Linked DNA regions of Gasterosteus aculeatus: region 2 is linked to region 1. A link is a contact called in public Hi-C data. All regions are on one chromosome and are shown on one strand. Each heading gives the region's core, a stretch centred on a gene start, on an enhancer-like site or on the middle of the called end of the contact. The rest is flanking DNA. Distances are from core to core; before and after follow the strand shown. Region 1 has its middle 46 kb from the start of LOC120817577. Region 2 holds the start of pitx2 (paired-like homeodomain 2).

The links. A called contact is a pair of places that touch in the nucleus more often than the background predicts.
Region 2: a contact with region 1 is called in a Hi-C map of liver, with 4 times the contacts expected there. The contact joins the promoter of pitx2 here to the enhancer-like site in region 1. A contact is called at or near these places in 5 of 6 Hi-C or Micro-C datasets (liver, skeletal muscle, tail fin and 1 more).

What each region holds. Positions count from the first base shown.
Region 1 is chr4:1,864,696-1,870,903 of fGasAcu3.hap1.1, forward strand. No RefSeq gene overlaps it. Among protein-coding and RNA genes, the nearest start is that of LOC120817577, 46 kb to the left of the region's middle. Within about 2 kb of position 4,471, at least 1 of the 9 cell types and tissues checked has open chromatin away from gene starts, as enhancers often do. A contact at or near this core is called in liver, where this site is marked.
Region 2 is chr4:1,957,343-1,964,326 of fGasAcu3.hap1.1, forward strand. It overlaps pitx2 (paired-like homeodomain 2), which reads left to right and starts at 2,982. Exons shown (of 4, transcript XM_040175042.2): 1 at 2,982-3,516; 2 at 5,833-5,903. The coding sequence starts at 5,858.

The DNA of each region.
Region 1 (6,208 bases), core at 3,221-5,720:
CGGTTCTAAACCGTCCTCTGCCTGACACACGTTTCTAAACCGTCCTCTGTCTGACACACGTCTCTGCCTGACACAGGGTTCTAAACTGTCCTCTGCCTGACACACGGTTCTAAACCGTCCTCTGCCTGACACACGGTTCTAAACCGTCCTCTGTTTGACACACGGTTCTAAACCGTCCTCCGCCTGACACACGGTTCTAAACCGTCCTCCGCCTGACACACGTCTCTGCCTGACACAGGGTTCTAAACTGTCCTCTGCCTGACACACGGTTCCAAACCGTCCTCTGCCTGACACACGTCTCTAAACCGTCCTCTGCCTGACACAGGGTTCTAAACCGTCCTCTGCCTGACACACGTCTCTAAACCTTCCCTTGCTTTACACACGGTTTTAAACTGTCCTCTTCCTGACACACGTCTCTGAAGTGTCCTCCGCCTGACACACTGTTCTAAACTGTCCTCTGCTTGACATTTGTACCTTCCTTCACGTTTTGATTTCTTTTTTCTTCGGCTGCCACAGTTTGGCCAGGATAGAAGAAAAAAACATTCAGTGCTGAAGCACTTAATGAATTCCACTTTTTTCATAGAGAACATTGAAATATTTACGGGCAGACTGTCATTCCAGAACAGTAATACATTATCTCTCACAAAAGTCATTATTTATGTTATTTCTATGAGGGGACTTTAAAGTCATGACCGCTGCGAAACCGTCTGCTGTGTTTCAGAAAATGTTCTTTCCTTGTGGCTCCTCTGAGAGTTGCAGCGCCGTCGGCTGGGAAAAAAGTCTGTTTATCATTCCGGCTGAATCTGTTATTTCTGTTAATGTGTTCCTGCAGCCGGACCCGACCATCACTCATTCATTCCCCTGATAAGGAGGAGTGGTGTTTCTGCTGCGTCACATGGACAGCTCCAGTGGCGTATCGCAGTGTTCTGTCACGCCATGGCGCTGATGTCATATATTTCTTTTGCATCGGGCCGGTTTGATTTGGGTCCCCAACCTTTTTAACGGAGAGTCAAACATCGTGGAAACGTCAGCTGGATAAGAGATGTGGAGCTGTGTGTCAAACAGACTCAGAGTGACCTCGTGACCTGCGGCTTGAACAATGAGGGTTCGATGGGATGGAGGAGCTCTGAACATCATCACCACTGTAAAAGCACGTTTAGCTGTTTATTATTAAAGCATGCCGAGCTGTTTGCCATTTGCACGAAGGTCGGAGCTCACAGCAACAATGAGGTTTGCAAACAAATTGTAGAAGAAAAAAATAAGCATTTCGATGACAACGTTCCTTCCTGTAGCTGCAAACAAAAATGATATTGAAAGCAGCACGATAACCCTCAATTTAAAAATGCCCCCCTCAATCTAAAATGATCCACATGCTTCTGAAACTAATAGCACCTACTGCCTCAGGTTTAACTTAGTGATTGGTTGCACTGAACCAACAGATTCTGCAGAAAATAACACATCTGATGTATAAGAATCCCATTAACATCATAGTGCATGCATGTGTAGCATGAATCAGCATATAAACAACTAGCTGGTCTCCTCATACATTAGCTGTAATCCTTTACAATCCAACATTGTACACAACACATTTCCGCTTCCTTTTTTCCTTCATATATATATATATATATATTTATATGTGCAGCCACGTGATCTCCCTCACGTCACCGAGCTCCAGGAGGTAATTCTGTAGGTATCAGCTAGTAATATTTTAGTATTAAAAGGAAGGTTTAGGGTTTATTTTTTGCTTTAAACACAGTTTGTTTGGTGGAAGCAGTTCAGTCTCTAGTGGTCCAGCCGACACATCACAGCTGACCACTTAAAACTCATTTTTCATGGCCTAAAAACCTTGAATGTATTTGCTCGCGTTCGATGATGCCTGGGAACCAATCGTCTCTTAATTATTCACTACGCCCTTTTTCCTCCCCTTAAATGTAACTGTGCAGCACGCACCTCTTATCTCCGCATTCTGTGTTAATATTGAGTGAAAAACTATAAAGGTGTGTGTTTCTTAGCTGGCTTTGTTGTTTGTTTTTAAGCTCAAAAGCTTTGGTAAGAACCACGCAACAAAGCAGCGTTTCAGAATGTAATTTGTGTCTTAAGGAACAGAAGCAATTCTTTGGATGCATATTAGAAACACCTCAAAATCCGTTAACGTCTGTGCAGAAAACACGATTCATTGCAATCTTCGTGGACGTTTTAAACCGACGGCCACTGCTTCTTTCCAGCGTTTCAGGGCTGTGGTCTCCCTCTGCTGGTTGTATACGGTAAACTACCAGATTCCAGACTACTGGCTTAGCTCTTGTACCGGTGTGGTGCTGTCAAAGGTACCACCCGGGGTGGGGGGGGACCTGACCAAGCCCCCTCATTCATATCTGAACAAAAGGTCATGACCTTAAGGGACAGGGAGCGGGATGCTGCCGCCTGCAGGTGCTCTTGTCAGTTTAAATCCAACATCTGATTTTAGTCCAGGCTTCACTCGACACGGCCGAGCGCTGCTTGGTGTAGCGCTCCCTCGGGCCGCTCCCTTCCGGTCGCTCCCTCCTGTCGCTCCCTCCTGCACCCTTCGTGGCAAGCAGCCATTTTGGCCGTTGAAGCTTTGCCTTTCTCTGCCGCCGGGGGGGGTCGGCTTCCTCTGACTTCAAAGTTTCGCGGAGGCGGACGAGGCCACCGGTGAAGCCTGCGAACATTGCTTCACGACGACTTGTTGAAGGATGGGATTTCTCCCTCTGACTCAGCGAGACGCAGTCCGGCGCCACTTTCGAGGCTTGTCAGAGCGCGGGGGCCCAGAGGCAAAGCTTATTGTCCACAAATTGATCCAACCCCCTCGGTTTTGTTTATTTAAATGAGACTCTTAGACCCCGGGCTGTTTGTTGAGGAGAAGTCAGAAATGCCAAAAATCTTCTTTTTTTTTCAGGCTTCTTCCTCTTTCGTCTTTCCTTTCTTCTTTTCTCTCACAGCCCTCCAGCTTCTTGAGCCAGAAATCCTTGGTAAACATCCCGGCTCCGTAGCTTTACTTTTCTCCTCAGCGCCCCCCACCCCCCCCCCCCACAGCCCCCTTTTACACTGGGATCTCTGGTTTCCAGCACATCATTGAACTGCCACTTTGCATGTGCCCAGCATTCCCTTTTTCCCGACATATTTGAATGACCAAATCGTCCCACTTTCAGAAAGATTACCATTACATGTTGTTCATTTAGCAACGATAATAGTTACGTTTTTTAAACTGGCCTTATCATCATGCCACATGTCAGTCTGATCTTCTACAGGAAGAACTTGTGTCTTTGGTGTGTAACGAGTGTATATATATATATATATATATATATATATTTATTACTATCCTGTTGGAGTTGTATCATGACACTGCACGTTTGTTTTGGCATGAATAAGAAGGTAGAGAACAAGAGCTGTGGAGGTTTGAGTGTTTCTTGGGGAAAATCTACAAAATCATTGGTCTCGGGACGTCCATTGTCCCCCTAATTATTCCCCCCGTTAATTTGTTGACTACAAAGAGCACATCTTTGGAGGGTCCATCGAATGGGGCTAACGTCGTGGACAGGGGACTGTCCCCAGCCGCTACGCAGCCTTCAATTCACAGCAGCTCCGGGTGAAGCAAATCGTTGAAGGGCTGCAGGCCCGTGTGGGCGGGGCCTCCTCCCAACGGGGAACAGAGTTCAGACGTAAATCACACCGGTCAAGTTCTTCTCGACGCTTCAGCGTATTTTACGCCCTGGGAACCCGGCCTCGCGCTGCGCGCAGCGGACTCATCCGCCCCGACTCGTCCGGAGTTACAGCGGTAACAGCACTAAAGCACCTGTGACAGACTGTGACAGTCGGGACCCCCAGAGTGAATTTACACATGGAGGAAGGGTTCCTCCTTCATGCCAGAATCTAATCCAACCACAGGTCGTGTCCTCTGTCCTGCTCTTCACACAGTGAAACACACACAAGGGGGAATAATAATAAAGAAACACCAGATCCGTCCGCAGTATCGGTTTCCCTCCCCTCTCTCTCTATTTATGCAAGAGGTGTCAACTAATATCATTAGTCTACAATGTCGTTACTGTGAAGCTGCAGCAGGAAGTGTGTCACCGGCTCATTTTCCTGCTTCGATAACACTCATCAACACGAGTCCTTACACTTAACCCGCCCTCCTTCCCACAACAGACCTTCTGCGTATTAATTGGAAGGTATAAATTACAAGTAATCACTACCAGGTTGTTCACTGCCCAGACAATCGGCCTTTACTCATCCGGCTTCCTGTTTAAACTATCTGCTGGAGAATCACAAAGCCCCGCTGCTTATTTTCCAACGATTAGCTGTACATCAGCATTACCACCTCAAATCCAGCAGTTTCACATCCAGCATTAAATGGGATGAATATTGATCTGCTAAAGAGGATTTATTTATTTCATGCTCTATCCAAAGATCAACTGCTATCAGCTTTGGATGGATCTGCGAAGGTCTTACGGAATAAAGCTACTGCATACATGACTTTGGACTTGACATTTTAGGCCTGGAAGAAGACCAAACAGTAAATTCACTGCAATAATCCCAGATAAATGGGATGATCACTACGGAAGCTTACATAGTTAAGTGGCCTACACTTAAGTCCAGAAACGATAAAAACGCGGCCCGGAGGAGATGTTCCACGTCGGCGGCGGGGGGGGCGTGGCCCGCGGCGTCCTACGTAACGAGGACGCCCACCTGAAGGCCGGCAGGCCTCCTCCTCGCCGCAGTCACTTCACAGAGAAGCTCCTGCACACCTGCTTCATTATGTTGGCGATATCGACACAGAAATAACGTTGATACGGTGGACATACTACGTGTCAGGCTGCACGAGGTCGATGTTCACATCGACGGGTTGACTCTGCGAATTCAGGGAGATGAAGATCACGACGATGACGAGAAGGCTTTTCCAGTCCTCAATTCTTCTGTGTGATCCTTTCTACGTACCTGTTGTCAGAATACAAACAGCCTTCAGCAGTTTAAGTGCGAGATTACATTGCCGTCGAGATCCCTCTGGTGAAAACACACCACAACTCACCAACACATCGTTTAGTCCCTCAGCCCACCGAGCCGCACGCAACTCGGGCCCGGCTCGGCGTTGGGCTCGCTGGTTAGCGGCGGGCTCGGCGAGCTGTCGGTGGATCGGCCCCCCGTGGCCCTCGGGGGGGCCGGCTCAGCTGTGAGGGGATGGAGGGGGGGCCGAGGAGAGGAAAGTGGCCATCTGGGTAGACAGGCCGCGGGGCGGCAGGTCACATGCTGGAGTCACAGACGGGATGGTGCTCAGCTGCTCCGTGTCTGTGCTCTCAGCCTCATCTTATGAGGCTACGAGGGAAACTGATTGACTTCTGAGCAGAATTCAACTGGAAACTGTGTGGTTTTTGTTTGACTTTACTTGCACGAACAAACTTTTTTTTTCTCTGTTCGGTCATTTTGGTTTGAGTTCTCGGCATAATAGATTTTCCAATAATTAAGTGTAAAATGCTGATTTACTGTCATTTCAAAATATACATTTTCCACTACTATATATGTTTTAATTCCAAAATACACTATAATATGAATTATTTGTACAAATACATCATTTAATTTTTTAATCAACTATACATTTTTCTCCCTTTTTTTTCAATTTGCCTCAATGATAAAAGAAACCAGTACCATCATTTTATTTTATTCTAAAAAAAGCCATTTTTTATTTTGTACTTAATGAATTTAAGCAGCAGTCTCGAAACATGTAGGTCTTCCATATGGTTTAAATTCACCGTATATGTGAAACGCAGCTTTGTGCTGCAGCAGCTTGTTGAAGGATGGAGCCGCTTCGGGCTCCAGTAGATGGCGCGTGGTACCTGCTGGAGATCATTCTGCCTTTTCTCTGCACGTCCACAGTTGGATCCCTAATAGCAAACACATTCCTGTAAAAGACAAATAGATAAAACACCATCCCGAAATAAAATAAAATGAAACAAAAAAAACGCTTGTCAATAAAAAAGACGAGCGCATTTATTGGTGAGTTCACTCATTCAGCGTTTCACGCATTCACAGAAATATTTGAAAAGCTTCAAATGAAAATGGACTTGTTGTTAAATGTGGTAAAACATCCCGTAGCGTTGCAACTTGACCAGATTCCCCTCGTTCTGTGAAAACGCCGTAAAGAATCCGGGCCTACGGTGAAAGTTCTTCCAAAAGGAGAAATACCTCCACTCCACAG
Region 2 (6,984 bases), core at 1,732-4,231, 91 kb after region 1:
GAAGCCGCCTCTTGCATGGGATTAATATTAGAGCAGTCGGGTGGCCAAAACCACGATGACATCAGCTGAGCGTTTTCTTTGGAAGCCGAGGAGAGGATAATTACAGAAGAAGACAAAGACGACGAGCTGAGTGCTTTTTAAATATACCCCGTGGTAGCCGGGGCCCCGTGGGTGCAGGTCCTCCCACTGGCCTCGCGCACGGCGGGCTGAACCACAAGCCGTGTTGCTGCTGAGTCGCAGCGTTGTAGCTCATCTCCCCGTTGGTGCTGTGACAAGAGCTGGAATAGGACGGATCAGGCACAAAGCCGCTCAACAAGCTCAAGAGCCATCGGAGAGGCACCCTTTTAATTTGGTTAATTTGCAGGCAGCTTTTTTGCTAGTAACGATCTTGGAGTGATACTTGACGAGATGAAATACAGGATATTTCTGTCTTAAAGCACAAAGACTCCTCTAATGTTCTGTTTCTCTTCCTCCTGCTGCTTTTCTCTCTCCATAATTGACCTGATTTCAGTGGTAGAGTAGTCACACCCACAATAAAACTGAAATCCCAGCCATTAGTGTATTTACAACATAACGGCAGCATGTGAACCGATTTGTTTAAAGATTTGTGGGTTTGGAAACACCAATTTGGCTCAAAGTTGTATTACTGTTGTCCAGGTTGAACACAAGGCGACAATCACGTGTGGCTTGAGGCTAAAACCCTGTGTGTGTGTGTGTGTGTGTGTGTGTGTGTGTGTGTGTGTGTTTTCACGGGGAAAGAGCCCCCCTGCATAATGGAACCACTTCACATCTGCAATACGAGAGCTTGGACCACACGATGACATTTCACTGACTGCTGTGAGGCGAAAGGTTTTCACTGCAGCCTTTTGGGGACAAACCAGCCACAAGCTTGTTTTTATTTTTGTTTTATATAAATTGAACACTCATTGAACACGATGCAAAGGCTACAAATGCAGGAAGCATAAATAAATTGTAAATAAAATGGGGCTTAATAATTTCACAATAACACAAAAAATGTTCAAGTTTAAACAGTCTTTAATTATTTTGGATTATGCAGAGAATACACCCTTCGTGGCTACGAGTGTATTTTTTGACAATAGGCTTTAAGACAGCATATCTATTTAATTTCAACATTCATATCCGGCCTTAATACATGTAATAAATTGTGTTTTCTGCGGCGATAAGTGCAGTTGGTTGTAATCTGAAGTCTGTAACCAATTATAGTGAAAACGAGCAAAATCTGCCAATTTAAAATACGAATTTACAATGAACAGGTCTGCTGTGTGTGTGTGTGTGTGTGTGTGTGTGTGTGTGTGTGTGTGTGTGTGTGTGTGTGTGTGTGTGTGTGTGTGTGTTGGCTGACTAACATCACCTCTCCTCTTGAAACTGGAGGCTTGCTGATACTCATGGAAAGAGTGTTTGAAAGTCCTCTTCCCGCGTGCGAGAAGGGGCAAAAGTTGAAATGTGCCACTGTATTGACGCGGGGGGGGGGGGGGGGGGGGGGGTTGTGGGGGGTTGTGGGGAGGGGGGCTGCTGTGCTCGTTAACAATCAGGAGAGAACGTCAGCGGAGCAGGTCACCCCGTTTCTCACATCACAAATGCTTTCAAGTGTCCTTCTGCGTCGCCAAAGATGACAACGGCGAATCGATACGCGCTTGAAATGAAACGAAGCCGCCGCTTCGCCCCCGAGGCGAAAGATTTCATCCCCGCCAGCCTGCTCTGAACTTTCGGGCATTCCTGCGCACCTCCCCGCGTGAGAACGCGCCGCCGCTCCGCTGCGGCTTTGCTTTTTTCTTTGTGTGAGGAGGTGAACACCGCCGAGCCATCGCGCGTCTCCAGACGCGCGCTCAGCCTCCTCTTCCCTGCGGGCGGGGCGTGATTTTGAGGGCTTGCACAATAAAAGGGGTGGGGGGGGGTATTTGTGCGCTTCTTTGCTTGCTTTTTGCATATCACAGTATGAACATTTTATTTAGAATTATTTATATTTCCGGAAGCTCTTCTTTCTGCCCGCACGTGTGTTGACGCACGTGCGAAATGACTAAAACGAGGCCTTATTGGGCCTTTTACACCACATCCAACCCGCTATTTAAAACCGCTTCTTTTAATTCCTCCTCCGTCAGCATTTGTCGCTTCGTGGGATTCAAACCATTCCTGGTTAAATTGTGTCCGGGGGATGGAGCGGCGCAGGGTGCGCTTGTTTTGCTTCAGTGTCCCCTTTTGCCTGGATATTCCCGTGTGGATGGGCGCATTAATTGCCGCTTTAATGGGAGTATGACTAAAAATGTAAAAGACGGATTAGGCGCGGGGAACGCGCGCCCTGCGTCCGCTCGGCTTCTTCTCACTTGGGATGCGAACGGGGGGGGGAATCAAGCTGTATCCAACAAAATGGATCTATAAAGAACATTTGCATCCGAGCCAGCTGTTCACTTCATCTGCACGTAAATCCGCCAGCCGAGCGCGCTGTGTCAGGCCCTGGAGGGGCCTCATTTAAATACGTTTGTTTTTTCCTTTCGATGCTCCAAATATTACGTTTTAAATGTGCTAAATTATGTTATAATCATTGCCTATAATGGTCAGACCATGGCCTTGTTAAAGTACTAATTAGTCTCTAATTTCCTAGTAGTACAATAGGCTGGAATCCGTATCTGTGACTTTAAATACTGTATTTCTTTAAATAAACTCCCGTAAGTGTCATACATGCCGGGTTGCGGTTGTTTATTTAGCGCGCGCACAGTTTAGATAATAAGCAGCCAAGTTGTTTGTTGTAAATTGCAGGTTGCGGTTCGTCGAACGAACCATTGCGCAGTGTGTGCGGGTGTAGCGCGCGTTTTGCACGCCTGCATCTCAAATGGCGCAACGTTACCGTGAACGCACCGCGGCTGACCGGCTCAGCGGGTTTTGTTGTGTGTTTAATCGCACACGCGTGTAACTGCCACCCCGCGCCTTTGTTTGACTGTTGTTGGAAGTTCTGAGGGCTCCAAGTTTGCCCTCTGCGCCGATTGCACAGACACACACACACACACACACACACACCCCTTTTAAAAACGAGGCGCGCGCACAGACGCACGCACGCACGCGGGGTCCCTCTCTGAGCTCAAAAGAAGGAAGGGAAAAAAAAAATGCGCCACTGCTGGAGCGTCTTTCGAGGGGGGGAAAGTTGAGGGAGACAGAAGAGGACGAACCAAGGAGACACTCGGATGAACGCGCCTCCTCCGCCGCCGCGAACAGATGGTTATTTATGCGCATAACGTGAAACTATCCTAAAAGGTCGCGCTGCGCCTCTCTTCTTTTCTCGGTTTGTCGAGATACCGTAGCAGGGAAGGAGGGGGGCGAGGGAGCCACATCCACGGGAGGCTCTCGTTGCGGGACAGAAACTTACTTGGGACCTCTGTGGTCGTCACTGTTAAGACACAACCGCTGGTGCCCGAGCGCGTCCGGACGGTGGAATTTATCCCTCCGCCACGAGTGAGACGGCAACGGCAGGGAGAGCCAAAGCCCAACCGGTGTCCGCAGCTGGTAAGTGCATCCGGGGGGGGGGGGGGGACAAGGTGCTCACAAACATTCATGGAAACTGAGATGTGTTTAGTTTTGTCCTGTTTTTCGGGGAGGAGGGGGGGGGGGGGGGGGGTATGAGTCGGCTTCAAACTGGTGGAAGAAGTGATGCGTGAGGGGCAGGGTTCGGCTCCCGGCTCGGCGGACGCTAATGATGCATCGTTAGAGGTGATGGAGTGCGTGGAAATGAAAAAGAAGTCGGGTAAACCACACCGGAGCACCGGGCTGCAGCTTCGGCTGGTGGGATTAAAGTGTTAAACATCGATTAAAGTGTCAGAGAAATTCAACGTTTCGGGAATCGCGTCCTGTCGCGCGTTGGTTTCTAAAATGGCCATTTCAATAAAAAAAAAATAAAACAACGCTTTTAAACTGCTGCGCAGCTCAAATTTAAATGATCCTATTGGTGAAAAAAAAGTTAAGAAGTTTTCCTCCTTTCCTGCAATATTTGGAAGAAAAACGTAGTGTGCGTGTGGAGAGGGGGGGGGGGGGGGGGCGGTGGATGCGGCGTTCACGGTCTCACGCCTTCAGTTGATACAGGACCATGTGGTGGAGGTTAGTCGCTCCATCTCACGGTAAGGCCGCAGTCTCGTGCTCCGCTGCGTTGATTTCCACGTGAAGCCGCCGCGAGGCGACGCCAGCTTTCTGTCCGCCCGCGCACGTGCGACCCTCGCGCACACCCACCGCTGCTGGCGCGCGTCCGTGAGTTGCGAACGGTCGTCTGAACGGGATTAATGGAAGCAATCCGGATATTAACGCAGCGGCATCTTTTACTGCACACAGTGCTATTTATTTTCTTATATTTACAATATTTAATTACGACGAAACCACAAGATCATTGGAAACGTTTTAATATTAATATGATTACTGAATGGGCTAAATAGAATAAATAAATAGAATAAATAAATATCACACTAACATTTTTTACCCATATTATTTGACGAGATTTGTGCAATAATATCCATTCCTTTGGCAAAAATGTAAACATGTATCACACATCTTGTAATATTTTCTAAATGTGCATTTCCTGTACCTGTACCTCCTGTAAAAGAAGGTATCCAGCCACAACGGTAAAAAAAATTAAACATATAATTTGTGAAATAAAAGGTATCCACATATTTTTTAACAGTAAAATAAGATACAATAAAATGAATAAATATCACAAATATTTTTTACAGGCAACGGTGCTGCCAGGCACTGAAATAACGGAAGGAGCCATGGTTACATCCCACTGATTAGATAACAGAGTCGCATGTAAATGACCTCAGACCTCACAGCCTTGACCCCCACTATTTCATTTTGCAGCGGGGACACGGAGGAGCGGGGAGAAGAAAGGCTGTGCAGGTACACGCCGTACAATTTAACCTCCAATGCGGCAGCTTCTGAATTTGGAGGCAAAAAACAACAACCTCACAGATGATGTAGAGCAGGTGAACAGAAGAACTGGGGAAATGGTTGACAGCATGACTGCATGCAAATTCCCCCCGACTTGAATTATCATAAGCAAACAGCGCGAGCCTGGACTAATAAAACCCCATCTGTGTAACTTCATATCGAGGTAGTATGAGGGCTGCGATAATGAATTTTGTAATATCCCACCGACAGACATCTCAATCAGACTCTAATCCCGTGATTTTACTACGGAATCATTCCACTTCCAACTGCAGCCTCCACCGGAAAAAAAAAGAAAAGGAAAAACACAAGATCCGGCTCATTGAGAACAGGGAAGGTTTTATATATTCAAACTGCACAAAGTATTACTTTGGAAAAATATAAAACAAAACATGACATGCTATGAAATCGAGCATCAGACTATTTATCTTGCTGGATAATTTGTCTTGAAAGAAAACCCGTCAGAAATGATCTTGTTGCCATTTTTTTAATGCGGGCATGTTTGCCACGTGATGCTCCCCATTTCTCAACACGGGGAAAATCATATTTGAATTAAATCACAATTTTAGAAAGAAACAACCCCAACGACACAATCATCCTAGAATGAAAAATAAACGTGTTAAAATGCGGCAAAGGCTCAGATCCTAATGTTCTATTTCATTTTCAACCATTTGCTCGAACAAGTCAAATATCGGTATTTTATTTTATTTTTTTGCATTTGAAATATTTTCCTCAAGACCACCAGCTTTTTGCTCTTGTACAGGACGTGTCCTTCTCGCACGCACTTTTTACATTTGAGTTCAGAAGGAGACTCGGATGCCAGTGGAGCACACGGCAGGTTATTTGAGCAATTAAATACTAATCGTGACCCTTTTTTCTCTGTTTCTACAGAAGCGTTTTTCTTTAAACGGCCATAATGGATTCCCACTGCCGCAAACTGGCCACCACCTGCGCGCAAATAGGTGAGTGCATCATCCATCACCGCTGCCGCACACGCATCACCCAAATGATGACATCATGAAGGATTATTTTAGATCGACTATTAATATGAGAATTGTAAATAAGTTTCTATTGTCTTCCATTCGACGTTCATACAACTGTGGGTCAGGCTGACGGCTTGTGTGTGCTGCTCTCTCAAACAGAATAGATGTGTATTGTACAGCTCGATATCTTGTTTTAATTTACTTCATGTTAAATTGAAAACGGTGGACCGAGACGGATGTCTTCATCTTAAATCACGATTTAATTAGAACAAACAAGTGAACAGCACTGACGTCGTCGTGAGCCAATTGTTACGGACTTCCACTTTGATGAGATGTCGCAGAAACAAGTTCGGTAATTAAAAAGGCAAATTTACGTTGATTTCTCGGAAACAATTTTTTATTGTGTTCCTCAGATTTTCAACAGATAAAACTGTCGACTTTAGACGGACTTTTTGTAATAGATGTCACGGGTTTGTTCCAACACATCAGTGTGAGCTACTCGGCCTTTTTGTGGGTCGGCGTGGAGGAGCCGTTTGCGTGTTTGCTGTCTTAGAGCGACACCTGCTGGTCCAGCGTGGATCTGCACTTCTCACGTCACAGGATTCATCATTTGCTGTAATTAGAAGATGGGTTTTTATCATGTTCTTTACTTTATAAAATAGCTGCCATTCGGCCAAAAAAGATCATTGTCGTGCAACTTAAAAATCCTATTTTATTAACCGTGATTCCATTCGCATTGAGGACAAACATATTTTCCTAAATAACACATAGGAATAAAACACGCCTCGAGACGACGGAAAGGCTCAAATCCCTTGTTGGTGAAAGTCGGGGATTTATTAATGATTGTCCAACGATGCGGTGAAAAGACACCAGGTCTGGTTAGGCTCCTAAACGAATAACCAATAACTCTCATTCCGTCTCATTTAGCCGACACTGATGGGGCAATATGTGGCGGGGAAGGGGGGGGGGGGGTTGCACCGTGTGGACGGCCATCGATTAAGAATAATAGGATAACTAAAATAACAAAAAATAAATAAATCACACGGGAGGGGGGGGGGGT